5 separate regions of the Mus musculus genome follow, and all the other regions are linked to region 4. The links are chromatin contacts, called in public HiChIP or PLAC-seq maps. All regions are on one chromosome and are shown on one strand. Each heading gives the region's core, a stretch centred on a gene start, on an enhancer-like site or on the middle of the called end of the contact. The rest is flanking DNA. Distances are from core to core; before and after follow the strand shown.

Region 1 (4,889 bases), core at 1,410-3,909, 690 kb before region 4:
TGTCCTGCCTGATCTGGGATGTCACTACTTCAGTGCAGGCCTTGTCTGCAGAAAGCAAGTCTCCTGCCTTCCTTCCAATGCCTCCCCCATGTCTGGCAGGTCTCAACCACCAAACCCTATCTAGGACACACACACATACATTTACCACATATCATACACAAACACACACTACACACACAAACAGACATATACACACACCACACACAAATACATACATACATACATGCCACACACATACACACGTCACATACGTACACACATGCCACATGCAAACACACACACATGTCACATACACATATCATACACAAACACATGCCACACACACATACCACACAGCATATACCACACAGCACATACATACACACCACAAACACCACATACACACACACAAACACACCACACACAAACACACCACACACATACACACCCCACACACTCACAACACACAAACAAAGCACACACACACCACACACAAATATATTTATATATACGTGCACACAAAAACACACACATACACATACCACATACATATATCATACATAAACACACACCAGACACATACACAAACACACACATACTCACACCACATACAAACACACACCACAAATATACATACATGCCACACATCAACACACACGTACACATATCATACACAAACATACTATATACACACATATACCCACAACCATACAACACACACACAAACAAACACAAACATACCACACAAACATAGGCACACACAGGCAAGCACACCACACATACACTAGGTAGTCTGGGCTCCATACCACATCTCAGTTTATCTCCAAAGCTCTCTGAGTTCTGGTGTCAGCACTGTGAGACTACACAGCAGGGAATTCGGGGATAGTGTGTAGCCTCTCTTCCCACTCTGAAGTAGCAGTGTATAGAGCCAGGGTTAAAACCAGGCCCCAGAGCAGGACCATCCTGGCTGATGGCCTATCCCCATGTCACAGCTGGATTGGGCTGGGCTGGGCCAATCCCCAGGGTGCTTCCTTTGGGAGCTCTGGACACTCCATTCTGTGGGAACCACATTAAACCCATGGCAGGTTGACCTTTGTGAGCCAGAGCAGTGTCCCTGTGGGGCAGGGACAGAGGGGCTTTGTAGGGCAAGCGAAGTGCACTAGTCATACAGTCCCACACTTTCTTTGATGGAAGTGGCTTTAAAGGCCACAAGAAGGACAGATTCCCTTCAGTCAGACCATGATCAGGAATGGGGAACTGTTCTGAGAAGTGATACTCATAAGACGGGGGTCAGCAGAAACTGCTACAAACACAGTTCTGCAGAGGCCTTGCCCTGCCCTCATAGGTATAATCTATAGGATCCCTCAGCCTGAGGTGAGTGGCTACCAGCCTGCTGGGATTCTGGGCTGAAGGGCGAGCACCTTGCAGCGGCCCCCTCAGGAACTCTGCAGGGTATGCATGTGACCCTAGGTTCAAATCCTGTGGAGTTGGGGGAGAGTACCATAATCAAATCCAGAGGCTGAGGCAGGAGGATTGCCTAGAGATCCAAGCCAACCTAAGCTATACAGCTCATTGCTCAGGTATTCCACAATCCACCGTAGCCACAGTCCTAGTTCCTGTACCTGGCCTGTCACATGTAGGAAAAGCTCCCTTCCCCATGGGGAATTGTGGCCAGTCTTCCTGTTTGGTGCCGGGCCACCTCCTTCTTACTAGCCACCCACGCTGACAGAGGTGGGAGGCCACCTGCTCCAAGTTCTACTTTCACAAATAAACTGGCCAAGGTCCTGACATCCCTAGACCTCAGATCCATCAGTCACAGAAGTGCCCTGAAATCTCCCAACAGCACATGTCACTGGTATCCTCAGAGCAGGATTGGGTTTTAAGTCACCAAAGCCCAGACTCTCCAGGGCAGGCAGCCTGCCTTATTGGAGGTAGTCTATTTGGAAAGACCCCTCTGCTGAAAAAGCTTGGGTTGCCACCAGCTCTGCTCTCTGGAGGCCACCGCAGCAGAATCCTGGTGCGCATCCAGGAGGCATGCCTATCTATGCATGGGACGAGCACAGCAACCGAGGGTCTAGGATAAAGTCTAGTTCCCGTCTCCTCACAGAGGCTGGGGCACAGGGCCAGGGCCGCCGCTCTAACCCGACTGGGACTGTAGAGCAGAAACATGTGTCTTTGCTCCGTGACTTCCAGGGGTCAGCGTGCACCTTCTGTTCCACTCGCGCCATCCCTAGTCCTCTATACTTCAGCCATTCTGTATCCTCTCATCTCTGGCTCCGTCCTCTATGTGTCCCTCACCACCCGCCCTCTAACCCTTGAGTCTGGCCACCAGACTCCAGCTACCGTTCCTGGGCTCCAGCCACCCCTTTTTCTCCAGGCCTGGCCATCTTCTGTCACCAAGGCCGGAGCTTCCCTCGGAGCCCTGCAGACACCTGGAGGCCAAGAGCCGCTGGCACCCTCGGGGACTCACTCCAACAGCTTCGGCAGCTCCCGGACCTCAGTTTACCCATCTGAGTAGGGGCAGAAGCTTCAGTTGGCTCCCGCACCCCAGATGCCAAGCCCCACACCCGGTGTCCCCAAACTTCCGCAGCCCATGGCTGCCTTCCCACACTTGCCTAGGACTGCACGCTTCTCCGAGCTGCTCCTGCCTCGCCTCCGCCCGCCTGCTCTGGCGGGTTAAAGGGAAGTAACCCGAGCCCACCACCGCTCCGCCCGAACTACACCCGCCCCCCCCCACCCGGCTCCGCCCGCGCTCCTCCCCGCCTGCACGCAAACAGCCGCTCCCCCGACGGTGCGGCCCCTGGCCCCCAGCGCGCCAGACCCAGACCTCTCGCCCTCACCCACCCACACTTCGCGCCGCCGCTGTCCCAGTGTCTCGCCCACCACATCTGGGAGACATCTGCAGCTGGAGGGAGGGGCTCACAGCCTCAAAAGTTTACAGGATAATCCCCACAGTTCTGGAGGCTTTCCACAGAACTTAATCTGATTATCTTTTCTTCTTCTTCTTCCTTCTTCTTCTTCTTCTTCTTCTTCTTCTTCTTCTTCTTCTTCTTCTTCTTCTTCTTCTTCTTCTTCTTCTTCCTCCTCCTCCTCCTCCTCCTCCTCCTCCTCCTCCTCCTCCTCCTCCTCCTCCTCCTCCTCCTCTTCCTCCGAACTTATTATGTAGTCCAGGCCAAGCTCAAACTAGCAACAATCCTGCTTCACTGCTACACTTTTTCCATGAGCCTGGATCATCCACCAATTCTAACTTTTTCTTCCTTTCTCTTTCTCCCCTTCCTCCCTCTCTCCCTCTCTCCCTCCCTCCCTTATTTTCTTCTAGTACTGTGGTTTAAGTCCAGTGCCTCATGCGTACTAGATAAGTGCTCAGCCGTGAGCTACATCCTCAGCCCTTTTCTTTTTTCTTTTATTTCTTTTTAAAGGAAAGGGCTCACTGAATCATCCAGGCTGACCTTGAACTCACTGTAGCCCAGACTGACCTTGACTTCAGCCTCTCCAGGCCAAGCTCTGGCTAACTCTTGACACCTAGGCTGTCTTCAAGAAGTCAAAGTTATTAGAAGCCTCTAGCAAATAAAGGATTGCATCCAGGAGTTTATGCTTCTTGTCCCCATTCCGCTTCGAGATACTGTGTGTTCCAGGGCACTCCCTCCCTGGGCATCTTTTTTATTGGCAATTCAGGGTACCATTTCTATTAGTTTCCTATTGCTGCTATAATAACACAAACTTTAAAAGACACATGCTTATTCTCATACTGTTTATAAATCAGACTCACTGTACTGAAACTCGGGGTGTCCGTGGGAAGCTTCCCTTCTGGAAGCTCTAAGAGAGAGCATCTTTGTCTTTTCCGATGGCTAGAGGCACCCACATTCCTTGGCTTGAGGCCACCTTTGGAGCGAGGAGTGACCGGTGCTTCAACTCTCGGCTTTGTCATTCTGATACTGACTGGCTTCTCCCATGCGATGCACCCATATAATTCAAGGTGATCTCCCTGTTCCAAGGGAGACCCTGAGCTGTCGAACCCCATACCTCTACTTACCTGTAGGAACTCCGGTTTAGAGGCATCGTAAATGATGTCCTCTCTACATTCCCATCCTCTCCATTGCTAGACAGCTTAGCTCTACTCTTGCCCTACCTCATGGCCAGGGGGTTGCTATGCGATTGCCCTCCTACTGAGTCACACCTTGTCCCAGACTAGCCTTGTTTTCTTCTCAAACTGTCCCTTCTTTTGGGATCAGATGGCTGGGCCAGGGTGCCTTTAGGCAAAGCCATGAGGCAATTCTAACTGTTCTGCTGGATTGCAGCTTTCCTAGAGTTGTGAGTTGCCTGCAAAATAAGAGTCAGTGGGCCCCGGAGAGCTCTGAGAGTCAATTTCAGATTTCCTTTTGCTTCAAGACCCACGCCTGCCTACTTCCTCTGTCATATCTGGCATGGCTGACAAATCAAAGATGGGCTAAGGCAGGCCAAGAGAGAGTGAACTCTGGGCACGCTCCCACCTCAGTCTTGGACAGGGGGTGTATTGAGAGGAACCTGCAGTAGGAGAAGGGCGCCTGCTCTTTGAGGAAGCTGTGGGGTTGAGAATGAAGGTGGTTTTCGGGAACTCAGCCTAAGGGAGTTGAAAATGTATGTATAGGCTTCTTGCTGCTGTATAATTCATAGTAGTGGAAAGGAAAACATAGCTTAAGCATTCTGCAATAGGGGCTTGGCTAAATAAATTATAGTCCTCTCATATGGTGACATACCATACCATCATTAAAAACACGTCATGTTTTGGCTTGGGGCATGGCTAAATGGATAGAGAATGTTCAAGGCCCTGGGCTCAATGGATCTCTACCACTGAAGTAAATGTATGTAATATTTCATATATAGCAAAACATACATATTTCAGTGAAACCACAGGGGGATTTTTTAAAAGG
Region 2 (4,615 bases), core at 924-3,423, 820 kb before region 4:
GCCAAAAGAGTCTTCCCCAGATGCAGAGGCTCCAATCTCAACTGTTCCGATGGGAACATGATTCCGAGCCCTTGGTGACATCCTAAGACACACTTGGTTTTCCTGTTATGATGCCAAAAACCCATTCTTGAGAAAGCCATTCACCCACAAACCCCACTTCCTGCCTTTCCCAGCCACCTGACATGGAGTGCTGACCTCTGCCCAGGAGATGCCCACTCCCTCCTCAGCATCCTTGCCTTGGGGTGGGGGTGGGGGTGGGGGTACAGAAAATTCAGAAACATAGTAAGCATCACTCACCCACACTGGCCTCCCCCATGGTATATGTCTTCCCAGAGCCTGTCTGACCATAGGCAAAGACGGTGGCATTGAAGCCCTCAAAGAAAGCCTCGAGGAGGGGCTGCACGCAAGCCTGGTACACAGCCTCTTGCCCAGTGTCCTCTCCCAGGACCACATGGAACCCAAAGTGTCGGTCCCGCCCCAGGGTGATTCGACCCCGCTCAGGCTCCACACGCAGGCAACTCTGATGACCATGCAGCAGCTCCTTGGGCAGCAATGGGCGAACTCGAAGGGCCACCCTCACGGGGGCCTCCTCAGCCCCAGGCAGCCTCTGGGCCTCCAGCCCCATCTTGAAGGACAGCAGCTACGGAATCTGCAGAGAAAAGAAAAGGCCCTTGCCACTGGCCTGTACTACAGGGGCCAGACCACATAGCTTTGGGGAGACTGACGGAGGGGTAGTCAAAGTTCAGAGCATCTGCCCAAAGGGGCACCCAACTGACACAAACCACAAAACCATAAAGCCACAGTAACTTTTCTTGACATCCTCCCCTGGCCAAAAAATAAAAAATAAAAAAAGCCCCAGCACTTGATATCTCCGGTTTTTGTGTTCCAGCTGTCCCACTCCCCCTTCTAAGTCTCTACCATTGCTCCTCCCTGAAACTGCTTGACACCTGCCCATCTTCTTCAAAGAAGCCAAAAGATCCTTCAAGACCAAATTCCTATCACTAAACTCTGCCAGTTCTTTTTTTTTTCCATTTTTTATTAGGTATTTAGCTCATTTACATTTCCAATGCTATACCAAAAGTCCCCCATACCCACCCACCCCCAACTCTGCCAGTTCTATCTCCTAAGTATCTCTCAAGATTATCAGCTACACTCCTCATCCTGTTGCCAAAACCAGTCATGCTGCTGACACCCTGAAGGGATAACTTCTGCCTGCTCCCTTTCCGAGTTTCAGTCTCCCCGACCTCTCCAACCGCGCAGTCTAGAGCATCTTTCAAAAACACAGTTGTGACAGTCTCATTTTTACACCCCACTAACAATAAAGGAAGCTTAGAACACACTCCCTACCTTCCCCATCTCCTGAATACCATGCCTTTCCTCTCAGGCCATCAACCTCTGTGTTACCATCTTCATCCACCCACGCTTGGGCTGGGCTCACCTTCCCCACAGGGCCAGGGAAGCTGCTCTGCTCTGTCCCATCACCACTACAGACAGCCCTTTGTGCTGCCCACATCAGACACTGACCACACGGATGCCAGAGCCAGAGTCTCTCTCCCCATGGAAAGCAAGAACCCTCTTTGTCTATTTCGAACTCTATCATCAGCACCCAGCACAGGGTACAATACTATCTAGCAATCCGTGAGGACCCCTCCCGCCCCCAATCTCGCCTTCTCCTTTCTCACCACATTCTTCAACCGCAGTATCCCACGCTACACTTCGTTGTTTTCGTATTTACTGTTTAGCATCTCTGCTTGTATAACCGCTCATTCATTCGGTTCTGGTTAGGTGCTGGAGCCTGGGTACACAGAGGTAACAGTGCCTGGCGGCACTCCAATCCCCAGGTAGACTCTGGAGCTGTGTGTGGTCCCGGCTTCTCCTTCCCCACAATCAAGGCTCCGAGCCTCAAAGGCGCCCTGACAACTCCACCCGCGCGATCGGCCTCTGGGAACAGGCCCTCCCGGAAAGTTTGCAAAAGTGATTACAAACGTGGACCCTCGCAGGCTGCTCCTCCTGGCCCGGCCCGCCCAGTGAGGGAGCTCGCAGTAAGCTGAGGGGCACAGATGGGGGGCTGCTCAGTCGCCTCCCGGGTGAGCCCTGTCTAGCCCTCCATCCCCTCGGGACCCACACCCACCTGCCAGAGTGCGAGCGCAGTCCCGGGACGCGCAGCCAAGCTCGGCGCCCCGACCCGGCGCGCTCCGATGCCGTCATCGGGACCCCCGCCCCCCCAAACATCCCTCCCTTCACCCGCAACCCCGCCTGCCCCGGCGCTCGGGGGCGGAGGCGCAGGCAGGGCGCCTCCAAGTCGGTCCGCAGACGGGGCTGGGCGGGCCCTCCTATGGGGGAGGGGCGGGCCTCTGCCGGGGGGCGGGCCCAGGGAAGCAGCCAGTGGCTTCTCTTCAGGTCTTAGAAAACTGGGAAATCGGCACCAGACATCTGTCTTCTCATAGACCCACTTCTTTCTTTCTGCTCCCAGGGTTAAGCCATAATCCTCATTAAAAACAAAACGTAACAACAACAAAACCACCTTCCCTAGGAAGTTTTAGTTCCTAAAACTATGTCTCATTTTAGGATTTATGAGATTCAATCGCAGTTTAGAGTCACTGTCAAGGGACACTTGTCATCCAGAGAGGCAAAGCTGGCTGTCCATCTCTTTGACTGGAAACACCATGCTTTGTTGAATTTGTAATTCAAATCTAGAATCCAAGCCAGGGTGAGTGGCCCATGCCTATAATCCCAGAACTCTGCAGAATCCTTGAGCAGCAGGGGATCAGCACCATCCTGGCTACAGAGGTGTAGCCTCTGGACAAACACAAAAATAAAAAATCTGGAAAGCAGACTGGGAGAGGCAGAGTGGGGCATTTGCCTAGCATGAGGGAAGTCTTGTTTTTTTATCCCAAGTACCACGAATAACCACCACCATCCCAGAATACATATTTATCACTTAAAACACCACTAAAGAAAAACAAATTTTGATAGATGTATTCAGATGACTGCCTGCTATAGAGGCAGCATAATTAAAGGCTGCAGAAATGTCCAGTTCTCCCAGATCTATATGAGAAAACACTCAGCCCCATACAGTAGAATCACAGCCTGAAGTGAGGCCAATGATGAGGCCATGTGGTGTCTCATTGGTAAGATAAGCAGGGGCCGGGGGTCCCTGATAGGCATATTCTCTCCCTTGGTGACACAGATACAGGCCAGATTAGACCAGATTAAAAGTAGATACAGGCAGGTTTATTAGGAGGCAGATCTCTGGTGGGTTCACCGATCTCACAGGTGGAGGTCAGTGACGTCACACATCCGCTAAAGCAAGGGGCTTTTATAGAGTTTAGGTGAGGAGTGCCAGCAAGGAGCTGGGGTGATGTTCACACATGGTCAAAAACTGAGCCCCTGGGTGGGCACTCTTGGGTGGGTTGCTGGCAACGGGGAGCCCAAGAGTGATAAAGTGATGATGTGTTAGCCAGACATTTTCTCTGGGAGGGCAGAGTTGGAGGAAAGGAGGGCAGATGGGTTTCCCAACTTGTGCAGGGCACGGGCAGGAGTTCCAGACTAACAATCCCCAGCAGGTTGAGTCAGGGGCAACAACAGTGCCTGCTCTCCCACATGTATGATCTGTCATCTACAGACACTAAGTACCCAGAGGAGTGAGGGAGCATCACCACGTGGTGTGGCATGCTCTTGGGATCAAGTGATCTGTCCCTAGGTTCTTTCCTTCACTTCCTGTATGTCACGTGCTCTGCTCATCCCTGAGCTAAGCTCCGACAGGGTGATGGCCCTATAGGGCCTCAGGAGATGACAGACTGAGGAGCCATCCACAACCATATCCTAGACTTTTCAAATAGGAGTATAAGGAAGGGCCACCAAGAGGACACCAGGCAGCTCTCTGTTAGATGCATGAGAGCTGATGCTTGGGAGCCACCAGAAGTTGTGGCACTTCCTATAAAATACAGTTCCGTGAAGGAGATAAAGCAATAGGGCAATGCAGGCTCAGCTAGAGTGGAATTGCAGCTAGAGGCTCAGCATGCTGTGGAATTGCACGGTGGGTCCCAAACAGTTGGAGCCCTGAGCAGGAGTAACACAAAGTGCAAAGCAGCCTGCCACGGAGACAACAGAAGAGATTCATTTAGGCTGTGACTGCCAAGAAGCCAGCCGCGGAGCTGCATAAAGCTCACACGGTAATTGATGGAACCTCACGTTTTCCAGAGGAGTTATGACTGTAATTATAACAGCAATTACAGTAATTAAGTTACAGGGGAAGTAACACCAAAGCTGTGAATGTTATGGTAAAATTGTGGCATTCTGTGGCGTTAGACATCACTGGAACTGCCCATAGGAATTCATGACTTTACAAAGAAGTAACCTTTTCCTCACCCTTTCCAGTGGGCAGGTAATGGTGTGTGTGTGTGTGTGTGTGTGTGTGTGTGTGTGTGTGGTGTTGTTAGGTGTGGTAACATGCCTGTAATCCCAGAAGTGAGAAGATGGAGGCACAAGAGTCAGGGCTATGAACTCCTGCTGGACAGCAAATTCGAGGCCAGCCTAGGCTCTATGAGAGCCAAGAAAGAAGGGGATGGGGGAGAGGGAGAAGGAGTGTTGAGGGGGAAGGGAAGGGGAGGGA
Region 3 (5,222 bases), core at 1,767-4,266, 740 kb before region 4:
TTACTTGCATCAGCAAAGGGGTCGAAAGAGTGGAGGTTCTGGATAGCAGACATACGATACGATTCCTTTTCCTAGGTGGAAACGGCCTGCGGAAGGCGGCTGCGGGAGAAGGCGGGCGGGGGGGGGGGGGGGGACTGAGCGTCGGGAAGCGAGGGGGCTCGAGGGGGAGGCAGCTGAGTCCTCGGTGGCGGCTCAGTGACTGGGGCCGCTTCCTCCTTCTTGTTTTTGTTCTTTTGAGACAGGGTCTCCTGTGTAGACTTGGGTGATCTGGAACTCGCTATGTAGACTGGGCTTGCCATAAATTCAAAGATCTGCTTGCCCCTGCTTTCTAAGTACTGAGATTAGCGGTGTATGGCCAGCTTGAATATTCCTTTTTATAGGAAGTGTTTACAACAGGTAAATTTCATTAAAGTTAAAGTGCCACTGCAGGGGCTGGCTGGTGGGCACCTGGGCACCGAGGCTAGTGGGGTTAATGGAGCTGCCCCTTCTTCCTTAGTCTTCTTTTCTTGAGACAGGGCTCACCATGTAACCCTGGAGAGCCTTGAACTCCTGCTTCTGCCTGCTTCTGCCTTCCAAGTGCTGAGATCCAAAGTGTGCCACTACATCTGGCCAGTAGCTTCTTTTTGGAGGTGATAAAAATTACTCTAAAATTAGTGGTGATAACTGTAAAGCTTTATGGATATGCCAAGTCATTGAGGTGAGCTTTCTAGAGAAGCACGAGAACATAGTGGCACACGTGTGTCACCCGGCATCCCCTGAGACGACCCTTGGTGGAATGAGACTCTATCTCAAAACAACATCAACAAAATGCATATTAAAAGAAATAAACGAATACCAAGGCCTGAGCTTCTGAGAGTTGAGGGGGAGAGAGAGTTGCCCCTGCACCCTTGGCAGAGACTGCCATGAGTCAGGGCCCTTACTGGACGGTTCTCTGGACCTCCTGCTCTGCTGATGCCAGCCTCTTTCTGGGCTCCAGGAGCCTCTCTTCTCGGCTGCACATTCCTGACCTGAACTATAGCAGCACAGGTTAGCGATCAACAGGTCCCTCATCGAATCCTAGCCAGGCCTCCAAGCCACATGAAGATGGGAAGCTCTAGCCAGGGAGATGGTGCCCTGGTGTGGGGACGGTGTCCCAGATGTGGCTCAGCTGCCCAGAAGAGCAGACACGCCGTTCTGCTCCCTCCCACCGCTGAGCATGGCAATGCCCAAGCCTTACATGGCTCAGAGTCTTGTCCTTTATGTGTCTGTGAAATATATGCAAAGGTAACCAAGGTACAAAAACACTAAAGGAGTTGTGTTTTCTGGTTTTATCCAGTCCCTCCCTACATTTAAAAAAGAGGAACTACTTCCTGTCACCTTCTCTCAGGAAGCTCCCCACTCCGTTTCACCCTACCCCACCCTTTCAGACTGACCCATGCAGCATAGATGTTGACCAGGAAGGAGGGTAGAAGGCCTTTGTGTTTCCAGGCTGGAGATTACAAGACTCCTCCTCCACAATCCCATGTCAGCTTTCCCTGACACATAGCAGAACTTCCAGCAGGGTATGGGAGCATGGGGCAATGGGGGCTCGTGCCACCATGAGTTTGGGCCAGCCTGGGCCGTACAGTGTGAGGTTCCCCCTCCCACACACCCCCAAATAAGGAAGAAAGAAAAATAAACCCTCCAAATGACACTAGCACAATCGGTTTATTCACAAATAAATAAATACACACCAGGCAAAGCTTGTGCCTGCTTCATCTTTAGAGCGTGTACCCTATTGGGCGCCTCCTTCCAAGGAGGGTTGGAATGGTACAGTCTGGATGAGGGCCAGCTCCCACCCCGGGATGCCCATGTTGGTATCACTGCCGCCTCTTCCAGGATCTACTCCCTCCGAAGGTGCCAAGACCAAAGGAAAAGTGTCTGTGCTCAGACAGGGTGACAATCATCCGTTGCATTGTCCCCTCCACTCTTCAGGCAGGCGGCCACTCCTGCGGCGGCGTCCAGGTTTCTAGAAGAGCCAGCATGTCGCTGCTGAAGAGCTGCAGGAAGAGTGAACAGCGCCACAATCAACACCTGCCCCAGGGTCAGGTCCGCGCTCATCCGCTCCACGCTCAAGGTTAAGCGAGCAAGCAAAGCGTCCTTAATCCCTGCCTGTCCAACTCCCACCCTGTTCGGACACCCAGGGCACACGGGGATGCGCCCAAGGGAGATCCTGAGTGCAGCAGAGAGGCTGGTCCGCGACGTGGGGCTGTGCGTCGCGCACCAACAGTAGGGGGCGCCACCTCGACAGTGTGGGGGAAGGGGTTACTAACCGGAGATGAGGGACTGGGCTCCATTTCCTGCCTTTCCTGGGATGCTGTTTCTGCGTACAGGAACGATGGGTCCCACGATTCTGCGGCGACTCGGGGTCTAGGGTAGGCAGGCGGGGATCCCCACGACACCCCGCTGCAGACGGCCGGGCTTAAACGGGGACCGAGCGACTGCGACTGCGCCAGGTCGCTGTCGGGGCACAGCGGGCAGCCTCGAGGTGACACCGCGTGCCGCTGTCGCCGGAGGTTGTCCTCGCTGAGTCCCAGCACAGCCGACAGGTGGCCAATGTAGCGGATGGCCAGGCGCAGCGTCTCGATCTTGGTCAGGTTCTGGCCGGTTGGTGCCACGGATGGCGGCAAGAAGCGGCGCAGCTCGTGCAGCGCGCGGGCGAGTGTGCGCATACGTAGCTTCTCCCGCTCGCTGGCGCTCTGCCGCTGTCCGCTACCCAGGCGGCTACCGTGCGTCCCGCGCCTACCCGGGGTCCCAGCACGCCGGGCCGGGCGGGCGCAGGGTGGTGCAGGGCTGCTGGCCTGGGCACCGTCCCACGGGTCCGAGGACCAGGCTGGGGAGCAGACGCTGTTCCCATCGGAAGGCATCGGTGGCTGCCGACCAGCGGGACTCAGGATCCAGGACTCGGAGCGCGGCTCGCACAGGGGCTGGGCCATGGCAGCGGAGGCCTGACCATTGGGTCCGCTGTAGCTTTATCCTGAGCCCTAGGTGTGAAGCGGGCCCCTTCCAGAATTCATCAGCATATCAAAGCCGGCTCGAGCCAGGAGGGGGGCAGGGCCTGAACCCTTTGAACCATAGCAGGGGCTCTGAGGTGCAGGACCCCTTAGTCCAGTCTGCTCCACCTGGACCATATTTGGGGCCTCAGTAAGTCAGGCACCTATGGCCAGGACTGCCAGTTGAAAGAACCATGCTCAGAGAACTGAAGTCTAGCTCCTAGGCTTAGGGTACACCTTCATTTATTAGGGACCCTACGCCATTTTTTTCCATCACTTTAATTTACAAATTGTATAACAAGAGACTTCGGGATTGCATTGGCCAACTGTGGACTAGGGACCTCTAGACACGGAGAGAACTCTAGTTCAGTCCTTCCCAGAGGCTTGGATGTGGCCTGTAGTCCTCCCTGATGTCCAGGCTATGGGAGGCACATTGAAGAAACCATCCCGACCGACCTGTGAGGTTGCTGGGGTGTCCGGGCAGGGGGAGAGGTGAGCCTGCCTCCCCACACTACAAGTCACTTCTAGTCTTGGCAAGATGGGGAGCTTGGTCCCCTTCCCAGCCCTCCCATGACTGGAGCTCTGCTGCTTTGGTCAGCTACAGTGAGTAAAAAGTCCTTTGACAAAACTCAACTCCTTGAGCTGGTGGCACACTTGGGAGGTGAAGGCAGGAGGGTCAGGAGTTCAAGGCCAGGCCTAGCTGTATATGGCCCAGGTTAACATGGGCTACATAAGATCCTGTGTTGGAAAAAACAAAACAAAACAAAACAAAACCCAAAAACCCTGAAAAGCAGAAACCTTCATCTGTCCCAATGGCAGTTTTATAATCTATTTCATAGGATGCTACCTGTTAGGTTCATAGGCTGCCTTTTATTTTTTAAAGATGTGTGTGTGTGTGTGTGTGTGTGTGTGTGTGTGTGTGTGTGTGTGCTGGTGCCCCCACACAGGCCAGAGGTGTCACGTTCCTTAGGATCGGGCCTTGCAGGCAATTGTAAGCTGCCTGAGGTGGCTTCTGGGAACAGAACCTTGGGTTCTTCAAGAGCAACATGTGCTCTTCTTAACTGCTGAGCCGTCTCTCCAGTGTTCTTCCTCCCACATCTTGAAACATGGTCTCATGTAGCCCAGGCTAGCCTCAAACTTACTCTAACCCAGCTGGCCTTTAGCTCCTGATCCTGCTGCCTCAGCTTACTGCAGTTGTGAGCCTGGCTGTTGAGGATGCCTGCTCTTACCATACCTGTTCAGTGTTGTACTGAATGAAGGGACTAGGTTGGAAAAATAAAGAGAAATAAATACAAATTGAGAGATTAAAGCAAACCTGTCCCCACTTATATGTGACATGCTTATTAATAAAGTCTCCAGAAGTTGGGCATACACGCACATGCCTGTAATTCCAACATTTGGAAAATGAAGGCAAGAGGAGTTTGGGCCAGTCTTGGCTGCAAAGTGAATTTGAAGCCATCCTATGCTACTGGACTGTCTCACCTATTAGAGGGCTGGTGGTGTGGTTCAGTCGGTAGAGTGCTTGCCTAGCCTGCCGGAAGCCCTAGGTCTTATTCCAACACTGCATAACCACGTGTAGCACTGGCTTGTAACCCCAGCACTGGAGAGATGAAGATAGGAGGACCAGAAGTTCAAGTTCAAGATCACCTCTGGCCTAGAGTTATGGCTCAGTAGTTAAGAACACTGGCTACTCAGCTAGGTATGTTGGAGCACACCTTTGATCCCAGCACTGGGGAGGCAGAGGCAGGCAGATCTATGAGTTTGAGGCCAGCCTAGTCTAGAGGTGAGTTTCAGGACAACCAGGGCTATACAGAGAAACCCTGTCTTGAAAACAAACAAACAAACAACAATAACAAAACAAACAAACAAACGAAGGAAGTACTGGCCGCTCTTCCTCGAGACCCAGGTTTGACTGATTCCCAGCATCCACACGGTGGCTCATAGCTGTCTATAACGACATTTCTAGGGATTGTACTCTTCTGGCCTCTATGTACTACACAAGCATACAGAGCACAAACATATATGGAGGCAAAGCCCTAGTACACACAGAAAATTGAAAAAATATTCTCAACTGCAGAGTGAGTTTCAGGCACATCTCAAAAACAAACCCTTGAGCCTGACAGAACAGATCTGGGATCAGCTGTTTGAGGAGCTGAGGCAGGAGAGCCACAACGTCCTGGGCTACCGAGTAAGTTCAAGGCCAGCATGGAT
Region 4 (4,722 bases), core at 636-3,135:
TTTGGAGACAGGGTCTCATATAGTCTAGACCGGTCTCAAATTTACTATGCACCCGAGGAAAACTTTCAACTTCTGATCCTTCTGTCTCCACCTTCTATGTGTGTGTGGATTATAGGCTTGCTCTGGGAGGTAGCTTGCTTCTAAGATAGTCTTTATAAAGCTGCTCTTAACTTTCCATTCTCCTGTCTCATTCAAAGTGCCAATTGGGGTCATAGGTGTGAACCACCAAAATTCCTAGTGGCAACTGATCTTATTCTACAGGAAAGCAAGATACTCAAAGGCTTTTAGGCACAAAATTATACAGATAATTTTTCAATTACTTTGAACCTGGTAAGACAGAAAAGGCCTGGGAAGATGGCTCAGTCAGTAAACTGCTTGTAGTATGAACATAGGGACCTGATTTCAGATCTCCAGAACCCACTTAGAAAGTCAGGAGTGGTAATGTGCATCTATAATGCCAGTCCTGGGAGGCTTGCTAGTTTAATCAGTAAGTTCCAGGTTCAGTGAGACTGCCCCAAACACTAAGATGGAAGACAACTGCAGAAGGTACCTCTGGTCTTCTTGCACATTAACACACACACACAAACATGGACAAGAACATACTCCTATCTCCATTCCTGACAAAAGGTAAAAATTTAGAAAATAGAGCATGTCCCTCAACCAAGTTTAAGATGCTACATTCTGTCCAGCAGTGGCAGCCATTGCCTTTAATTCCAGCACTCAGGAGGGAAAGGCAGTGGAATCAGGGTTCGAGGCCAGCCTGGTCTACAGTGGGCTACACAGAGAAATCTGTGAGTCTCTTTTGCAGAAGTACATATTTCACAGTATATACACTTTAAATAACAGGGATGGTGACATGGGTCTGTAACTCAAGCACTTGAGAGGTTGAGGCTGAAAAGATCATGGAGTCCAAAGTCACCCTCAGCTCTACAAGTTTGAGGCCAGACGGGACTACAAGATCCAAAACAAACAAACTGGTACTAAATCCCTATCTTGGGAACCTAAAAATCCCACTTCATCCAAGCAAAGTTAAAGTGACATCCAAACAGAATAGCAGTCAGGCTAACAAAATGTTGACTCAAGCCGGTGTGACGTCAACTCAGCACTGGATGGCTGAGACGGTGTGACGTCAACTCAGCACTGGATGGCTGAGACAAGTTCCTTCCAAGCTCAATTAAATGTATTACTCCCCAGGCGTCTGCCTCTCTCCTTCTCCTCCATCTTGTCATCTCTCGATCAGTCTTTCCCACCCCTACCCCTTGCTGAGGTAGGAGAGCTGTGTATTTAAAGGCGACACCGGAAGATGGCAGGTTCATCTCAGTCACCCTCACCCGGTAACCTATGACAGTTAAGAGGGACTGGGAGGAAGCCTGGGGCAGTGAGATAGGCTTCAGAGCTGGGCAGGTCCTATTCAAACCTCATCTGGCATCCAAGCCCGCGCGCCCTTTCGGCAAACGAGGTCTGAGCTCCTGCTTCTCCGATTAAAAACAGGGCACCTCCACCTCTTCTGGCGTCTCGAAAGCATGCATTGCTACGAGGGGTCGTTGCAGCACTACACAAACTACGGGAAGCAGATGAGCTAATTTCTCGCGTATGACAATCAAGGCCTTAAGGAAAGTGTGGACAGTGAGACTCGAGCCTCGGCCGCCTGACATGGCCTTTTCTGGGTCACCAGGTCTCTACTCCGGTCTGGGCTTCTCGCCACAAGCGAGGCTCGGAGAACCTGGGACGGATGACTGGTGAAATGGCCAAGGCCTCGGGCTCTGTTAGTCGGCGGAGCCACCGCAACCCAGCGCGCGCCGAACTCACCTCACTCAGGCTTACGTCGCGCCGGGCGGAACCACCATCCAAACTCCGCGCGCCGACACGGCCCTCCTGCGCCCCGCGCCGCACGCTCTGCGCGGCAAGAAGGATGATTCTGATTGGGTAATCCCTGAAGGATCTAACCAATACCGTGGCCTCTGGCTCCTGGCCCCGCCCCTAGAGCTGCTGGGGCGGTATCCCCCGAGCACGTACTACTAAAGCCCAATCCGAATGCAGCTGACCGGTCAGGTGATTATGGCAAACTACCTGGCTTCCGGCGTAGTAAGGCTTTGTTTTGTTTTTTGTTTTTTGTTTTCCTAGTGTAGGGAAAGGCGCCTGAAGCCCAGTCTGTGGCATGGTAGAGATTTTGTGATGTTTGAAGACAGCCGAGGCTTGCTAGTTCCGGTAAATCAGGCGAAGCGTCTGTGGGCCTCTTCTTTTGGATCTCACCCTCTATTCTTGTGAAACTTCGGCGGTTCTTCCACTGCTGACTGTCATTAATCGGTCGCAAGCTCAGATACTTCAGCTGGCATGCAGATGCCGAGGGTGAAGCTTCAGTTCTAGTGGGTAGCTTCCACCATGAATGCAGCCCGGTGATGCCTGATCTTCTATTTTTGTAACTTTTAGTTTTTTTGAGACCGGACCTTACATAGCCCAGGTTGGCCTCAAACCTCCACCAAATTGTGTAGGAGAAGCTGACCTTGAACTCCCGATCCACCTACTTACACTTCCCAAATACTAGGATTACATATTCCACCAAAGTGGGCTCTTGTTAATTTTTTTCTCTTCCAACCCTGTCATCTGTCCTTACCCTCTTTTTATTTTATTTATTTATTTATTTATTTATTTATTTATTTTGGTTTTTTGAGACAGGGTTTCTCTGTATAGCCTTGGCTGTCCTGGAACTCACTCTGTAGACCAGGCTGGCCTCCAACTCAGAAATCCACCTGCCTCTGCCTCCCAAGTGCTGGGATCAAAGGCGTATGCCACCACTGCCGGACCCTTTCCCTCTTTTAAGGAGTAAATTCAAACTGTTACAACAATATGGAAAACAGTACAAAGGATTTGAAAGATACTAAAAGTTACCTCATGACCCAGAAACATCTCCTCTGACATATACCCAAAGAAAATTAATAAATAACTTCCTAAAGCTATCAGCTTTCCCTTGTTCATTGCTGCATAATCCACAATAGCCAAGATATGAAAATAAGCTGTCAGGAGAAAGACGGGAAATGCACATCAGAATAGTAATTAGCCTGGTAAAAAGAACCAGATCTTTCCATTTAGGGACATTATGCTAAGTGAAATAAGCCAGACACAGTAAATTATTATTGCATGATCTTATATGTGGGATCTTTATAAAATTTAAATATTCATATCTAGAGAAAACTGGTGGAGAGTTGTGGGTTAGAGGACACATATAGTGAAAATACCTAGAGATCCAAAATACAATATGCAAGTTCTATATATTGCATTTGTGCTAAACTATTATGAGTTACAAAAACCAAGGAAGTATAGCTGCAGATGATGACTAGACTCATGTGTTTCATTATTGTAAATTTCTTACTATCTATATGTGTCTGCATCTTTAGGCATCCTGCTGACAAACTGATAAAATGTTTTTAAAGCTGCGTCTATGTAGCCCTAGCTAGCCTGTTACTTAATTATGTAGACTAAGCTGGCCTCAAACTTAGAGACATCTGCCTGCCTCTGCCTTCTGAGTGCTAGGAAGTGCAGGCATGCCTTGAAATTTCCTTCCTTCCTTCCTTCCTTCCTTCCTTCCTTCCTTCCTTCCTTCCTTTTTTTTCTCTTTTTCCCTTTTCTTTTTCCTTCCTTCCTTCCTTTCCTCCTCATTTCTTCTTTCTCTCTTTTGTTTGTTCTTTCTTTCTGAGACAGGGTTTCTTTGTGTAGTCTTGGCTGTCCTGAAACTCACTCTGTAGATCAGCCTCGCTTTGAACTCTGAGATCCACTTACCTCTGCCTCCCAAGTGTTGGCATTAAAGGTGGTTAACACAACTACCCAGCTATGCATTGAAATTTTAATGCCCTTGCCTTCCAAGGAGCATGCCTGCAGCACCAGACCCCAATAATTAAGCAGTTTTTAAATAGCAAATGGAAAAGCATACAGAATAGAGGTAAGAAGAAGATATGAACAATCTACCAAAAAGAGTAGAACCAACAACACTGGGACTCAAGTGGTCGCACCCAGGCAGTAAGTGTGATGCTCACAACTTCCTGAAGGAACACTTAGCTAAATGTGCCTGCATGTCACATTCTCCTTTTTCGTTTATCTTCACTTCTCTGTCCCTAGTCAAGTCATTGTGCTAGATGGGCCCTGAAGAACTACAATACATCTGGGCTCAGTCTGTCGAGAGGGACAATACATAAGTTAATATTCATAGTAGCAATACAAGTTAGCTGTGGTGGTGCATGCTTATAATTGAAACACTCGGGAGGCAGATGCAGGAAGATCTCCAATTTGAGGTCAGCCTGAGGTATGTAGCCAGACCCTGTCCCAAAACAAAACAGTACCAATCAATGTCATGAACATGCTAGCTCAAGTTATGCTATCACAACAGGGATGCAAATGCAGATGTGGAGGACCAGAAAAGACTGCAGAGAAGGTGCCCTGATCTGAGGGCAAGTGAAAGACCAGCACGCTTCCATGTAAGGCTTAAAAGTCATCTTATAGTAAAAACAAACTAGGTTCACTTCTGTTTATGATTCAGCCTCTGTTTCTCAATGTCCCTATGTCCCACCTATAAGTACACATGGTTCTGTACCGCCTATTCTAGGAATGGCAATCACATCTTCATTTCAGGAGGTCATTATAACTAGCTTGCTATGTGTATGTTCTGCTCCTGTAACCCTGAGTATTTTGCCCACCAAACCCCTCATTTGGAAACCCCCTACCCTGAGC
Region 5 (5,191 bases), core at 2,688-5,187, 610 kb before region 4:
CAGTACTGCATATAAGATGCTGTTTTACTCACAGACAAAGGGTTACTGGGAAAAGAGAAAATGTATTTACAGATCTGAATTTGGGACATCTGAACAAAACTACAAAAAAATACCCCACTTTTCATTTAAGAGTCACTTGTAATCTTGAGAACCCTCAACGGTGAATGAAACACATGATTAATCACATTTGATTTCCACTTGTATGTAAGAGTTTAATACTAGGTATGGCACACTTTTTTTTTTTTTTTTAAGCCATGTATGGTGGCTCACTCCTGCAAGGTTAACTAAGACAGGACGGTCACTAAGTAGGAGGACAGCCTGGTTTATATGGTAAATTGCAGGCCAGCCTGAACCACAGGGTCAGTCCCCATCTCAACAAAATGAAACAAAAGGAGGTGGGGTAGAGAGGAGAGGAGAAAGGAGACTCACTGCACTAGACCATGTGTATAAGCCTAGCACTTAGCCGGAAGAAGGTGAGACCCTGGATAAGGGGGGAAGTCAGGAGTGGTAGTGCTTTAATAATAATACTTGAAGAGGCAGGGGGATGGATCTCTATGAGTTCAATGCCAGCCTGGTCTACACAGTAAGTTCCAGTTCAGCCAGGGATATGGAGTAAGAACCTGTCTCAAAACAAACAGACAGACAGGATAAGGAAGAAACCTAGCAGAAACGAAGTAGTTAAAAATTCTAGATCAGAACCTGGTAATGGTGGTGCATGCCTTTAATCCCAGTGCTTGGGGGACAGAGGCAGGTGGATTTCTGATATTTGGAGGCCAGCCTGGTCTACAGTGAGTTCCAAAACAGCCAGGGCCACAAAGAGAAACCCTGTCTTGGAAAACAAACAAACAACAACAACAACAAAACCTTCTAGATTAGGAACTGGAGAATTGATTCAACCATTAAGAGGATTTGTTGCTCAGGGTTCAATTTCCAGTAGCCAGGTGATGGCTGATAACCATCAATAAACATGGTTACAAGGAATCTAATGCCATCTTCTAACCTCCAAGGGCACCAGGTACACATGTAGTACACACATACATGCAGGCAAAATACTCATACACTTAAAATAAATAAATCTATGAGTAATGTAAGCCCTCTGGTCAGTCTTCTCATGGTGTGATGAGTCGGCTGGGGATGATATTTAAATGCACTTCGGCTTTCCTCTGCCTGGGCAGGGGCCCGAGACTCTTGCTCTATCAGGCTCCCACAAACAGCAGTGCTTCGGGTCTAGGAACTACACTCTGGACTGCATAACTAAGAAAAATGTTCACCTTCAATGTTCCTTAAACCAGAAAAATACATTAAAAAAATTAATCCCTTTCATACTATACCACTGATCTTAGCTTTGAAATGGCCAGTTCTTTAAAAGCTATTAAGAGGGGTGGAGGGGGGCACAAAAAAAAAACAGGGAACTAATCACTGAGAGGAAATGGTTGGCTCAGTGTGCGTTCTGAAAATCTCTCAGTATCTACTGAATGTATGAATGCAAACTTGCCAATCACTGCCCCACAAACTGGAACAAATCAATCACGATCTTCCTGGTTTCCATGTGAACAGCACACCAAGCTCACGTTTGCTAGGCTGTTGTCAAAGATGAACTCTGTGTGCTCAGAAACACAACGCTCACTAAGCATCAGCACGCAAACTGACAAAACATCTTTCCAGCTAAAGCCCTTTATCTACCTACAGGTGGACCTGGCAAACAGTGGGGATGGGATGGTGGTATCAAACAAGGGGGCCAACTTACTACTGGCTCAACAAAAAGGCAAACTGCCCACTGCTTACATGCCCCGGTTACTTTAACAACCCGTCCTGTCTTTTTACTACACTGCAATTCTCAAGGCAGTCTCACTCCAGCAGTTCGTAAACAATTCTGTGATCTATATGATCTATATCAGATCATATATATGATCTATATGATCTATATCAGATGGAGATATACAAATGGCCAATAAGCGCAAGACAGGTTCAGCATCCTTAGTCACTATAGAAACTAGACATCAAAACCATTTCAAAAGGCGATCGATTTTCATCCACTAAAATGCCTTCAATAAAGACAACATGGCTAGGATTATGCAGCTCAGTGGTGGAGGACTGCCTAGAAGGAGGGGTGCTCTCAATTCCCTTCCTAGTTCAGAAGGAGACATGAAGAAATTGCAATACTGATACATTGCTGATAACAATATACAACTAGGAAAACACTTTTCCAGTTCCCCACTTAGTTATTATGTGGCCTAATGATTCTACTACATATGAAGTCAGGAGAAATAAAAAGAAATGTCCATACTAAAACTCAACACATGAATGTTCAGAGCAATTACTGGGAAACACAGATGACCAGCAGAGCACAGTGGTGCATGCCTATAACTCTAGGATGTGGAAGGCTGTGGTAGGATCTCTTTTGGTGGTTGGTTGGTTGGTTGGTTGGGTTTTGGTTTTGCTTGCTTAGGGACAGGGCAGTTGATTGTGAACAGGGTAGTTGATTATTAACAGTAAGTTTCTTTAATAGAGATAAAAATGTTCTCAAATTGTGACAGATGCCACTAAACTGCATACATTAAGTAGCTGTATAGTGATTTTTAGCTCAGTGAAAAACTTAGAAACTAGGAGAAACAAATGCACGTGCAAATTGAAGTTGTAAACCCTGTCTTGAAAAACATAAACAACAAAAAATTGAAGTTGTATTCAGTGTTCTATTTAAAAACGTAGTTGGAAAATCCTATTTTAAAAAGCAAATACTTTTCATTTATGATGAAAAAAGGAATAAAAGACCCAGAGACATTTCTGTTTGTTTGTTTGTTTTTCAAAACAAGGTTTCTCTCTAAAGCCCTGGCTGTCCTGGAACTCACTGTGTAGACCAGGCTAGCCTCGAACTCAGAAATCCACCTGCCTCTGCCTCCCAAGTGCTGGGATTAAAGGTGTGTGCCAGAACCGCCCGGCAAGACATTTCTTAACGTGTACAAAAGGTGGGGCTGAAGCCTGAAAGTCTTCTGATTTTATTCCCTCTCAGACAGAACCAGTCTCTCAGGAGGATATTTTGAAACCTAACCACGAATAAAATATTGGGGTACAGAAGGCAAAGAACGGCATCTGCGTTTCCCCAAAGGAAATGTTTCCAGAAAATTCAAATGTGCACGAACATTGCTGAGGCATTCCATGATGGCATTTGTTTATTTGTTTAATTATATGATTTCTTAAGATGCGGTCTGGTGTAGCTCAAGCTGGCTTAGAACTAGCTGTGTATCTGAGGATAACTTTGAAGTCCTGATCCTCTCGCCTCCATCTCCCGAGTTCTGAGCTTTGAGGTGTGCACCACTACAACTGGCATCTTGTAAAAATAGCTCATTTCCCCCTAATTTTAAAAGAGACTTTCTGCAACCTTACAGGATAAAAAGTATCCCAACCCTGATAAGTGCCAGCCAATGCTGAAGCAAGTGATTCCACGAAAGAACTTCTCTCCATGCCCTTGAGAAAAAATAAACGTAAAAGAACCCAACGACCAGATCATCACAAAACTACGCTCATCAATTTAAAAAACAAAACAAATACAGAAACAAAAAACTAAAGACAGAGGCTGTCACCCAATATCTCAATGCGGCACACTGTGTACTGAGTCTGTCCCTAAGACCCAAGGGAAAGTGTCACAAAACACAGAAAAGCCAAGATCCAGGAAGGATGAGGGAGGAGCAGGGGGGTGGGTCATGCACGGTGCCAGAGCAGGAGATGCTGCTGAGCGCGGCTGCGGGCCGTGGGGAAGGGATGGCTCTGGTGCTCCGCAGGGGCATGGTTGGTGGGGCTGCACTCACAAAACGCTGGTAGAAGCGGACCAGCCGCGGTTTTCCATGGTTGTTGAAAACCAGAATCGCCTGAATCATCTTTGCCGGTCCCGCTTCTCTCGGTACCACCTGCTCCAAGAACGCACCTTCTTCCGGCACAACACGAACACTTCCTGTTGGTGTCCCGCTGAAAGCTGCTCCCGGAAACTTAGTCTCGGTACCCCTGGGCACCGAGCACTAAAGTGTCCTGCCGCTCTGGCACCCTGAGAGGTCGGCGCGCTTTCCTGGGGAGCACGGCTGTAGAAGCCCAGGAGCACGGTCGCCTTGGCCAGCCTGGGAACGAATCCAAGCCTGGCTGGGACTGAGCCCCTCATTCTGGTTCCATCCTGGAGCCAACCGTGTCGGCAGCAAGCATCGAGACTGGCAATTCCTGCCAGCAGCCGCGCCAGTTTGAGGGACCAGTAGGTGTTTGTGTTTCTTCTTCTAACCTTGGACTAGCAAAAGCTAGGCTTTTATGTTGCAGTGAATTAGGCAAAAGTCTGCCAGTCAAACGGTCATTCTCTCCTTTAGATGGTGAAAGTTGACATCATACGGGATCTCTCATCCAATCCCACATAAACGGAACGGTTGGTCTCAAACTGGTAACACCTTTTCTCATTTATTTATTCATTTAGTTATTCGTTTGTTTGTTTATATGTTATCTTTCTTTGAAACGGAGTCTCACTGTGTCGCCCTGCCTGGCTTTGAACTCAGAGATTCGCCTGCCTCTGTGACCCTAAATGCTGGGATTAAAAGCCTGCACCACCACATACATCCCTGGGATTTTAGTAAATAAAAATTCAAATGACTATTGCATTGAAGTGGGACAAAATGATTCAAATGTTGGACGGAAATGTCAAAGACAATTCTAAAACAGAGTAGCAAGAAGGAACCAGCTTTGCCCACCAATCAAACCAAGCAGGATAATTTGAAGTATGTTTTAAAGTTACATTTATATGGATTTTTTTGGAGAGGACCCACGCGCCTGCAACGGTGCATGTGTGGAAATCAGAGGACAATTTGGGGAGTCAGTTCTCTCTTGCTGTGTAAAAGATCTAATGTAAGCCATCAGACTTGGCAGTGCCTTTACCTCACAAGCCTCAAATCATAATTAAAAGGTGAAGTATTATTGAACTATAACACAATAGTCTGTGGTAAACAATTTTAAAGATTTAATTTTAATTATGTTGTATGTGTATATGTCCAAATGTTGCTTCAGGTGCCCTCAGAGACTAGAAGAGGCCACCTTAGAGCTGGAGTTTATAAGCAGCTGAAGTGAATGCTGGGAGCAACTCCAGTCGTTTGGAAGAGATGTAGTCTTTCCAAGCCCTTGGCATGAAATAATTTTAATATATGATGTAGGGGCTATCATAGTT

What was found. HiChIP or PLAC-seq counts read pairs in DNA pulled down with a chosen protein or histone mark.
Region 1: a contact with region 4 is called in a FOXA1 HiChIP or PLAC-seq map of pancreatic cancer cells. The contact joins the promoter of Anpep here to the promoter of Blm in region 4. A contact is called at or near these places in 1 of 39 promoter capture datasets (liver) and 2 of 115 datasets of contacts at active chromatin or transcription factors (large pre-B cells and pancreatic cancer cells).
Region 2: a contact with region 4 is called in an H3K27ac HiChIP or PLAC-seq map of large pre-B cells, with 3 times the contacts expected there. The contact joins the promoter of Kif7 here to the promoter of Blm in region 4. A contact is called at or near these places in 1 of 39 promoter capture datasets (pre-B cells) and 1 of 115 datasets of contacts at active chromatin or transcription factors (large pre-B cells).
Region 3: a contact with region 4 is called in an H3K27ac HiChIP or PLAC-seq map of embryonic stem cells, with 2.1 times the contacts expected there. The contact joins the promoter of Mesp1 here to the promoter of Blm in region 4. A contact is called at or near these places in 1 of 39 promoter capture datasets (pre-B cells) and 2 of 115 datasets of contacts at active chromatin or transcription factors (embryonic stem cells and pro-B cells).
Region 5: a contact with region 4 is called in an H3K27ac HiChIP or PLAC-seq map of microglia, with 5 times the contacts expected there. The contact joins the promoter of Ap3s2 here to the promoter of Blm in region 4. A contact is called at or near these places in 1 of 39 promoter capture datasets (neural stem cells) and 2 of 115 datasets of contacts at active chromatin or transcription factors (microglia and pro-B cells).

What each region holds. Positions count from the first base shown.
Region 1 is chr7:79,845,551-79,850,439 of GRCm38.p6, forward strand. It overlaps Anpep (alanyl (membrane) aminopeptidase), which reads right to left and starts at 2,660. Exons shown (of 21, transcript NM_008486.3): 1 at 2,595-2,660.
Region 2 is chr7:79,713,534-79,718,148 of GRCm38.p6, forward strand. Kif7 (kinesin family member 7) reads right to left here and starts at 2,174. Exons shown (of 19, transcript NM_001291222.2): 1 at 2,132-2,174; 2 at 298-649. The coding sequence starts at 625.
Region 3 is chr7:79,790,574-79,795,795 of GRCm38.p6, forward strand. Mesp1 (mesoderm posterior 1) reads right to left here and starts at 3,017. Exons shown (of 2, transcript NM_008588.2): 1 at 2,292-3,017; 2 at 1,668-2,018. The coding sequence starts at 2,954. The coding sequence ends at 1,950. It also overlaps the pseudogene Gm44705.
Region 4 is chr7:80,533,234-80,537,955 of GRCm38.p6, forward strand. It overlaps Blm (Bloom syndrome, RecQ like helicase), which reads right to left and starts at 1,886. Exons shown (of 22, transcript NM_001042527.2): 1 at 1,810-1,886.
Region 5 is chr7:79,916,703-79,921,893 of GRCm38.p6, forward strand. Ap3s2 (adaptor-related protein complex 3, sigma 2 subunit) reads right to left here and starts at 3,938. Exons shown (of 6, transcript NM_009682.3): 1 at 3,807-3,938. The coding sequence starts at 3,875. 5430400D12Rik (a long non-coding RNA gene) reads left to right here and starts at 3,947. Exons shown (of 2, transcript XR_003946805.1): 1 at 3,947-4,237; 2 at 4,347-5,191.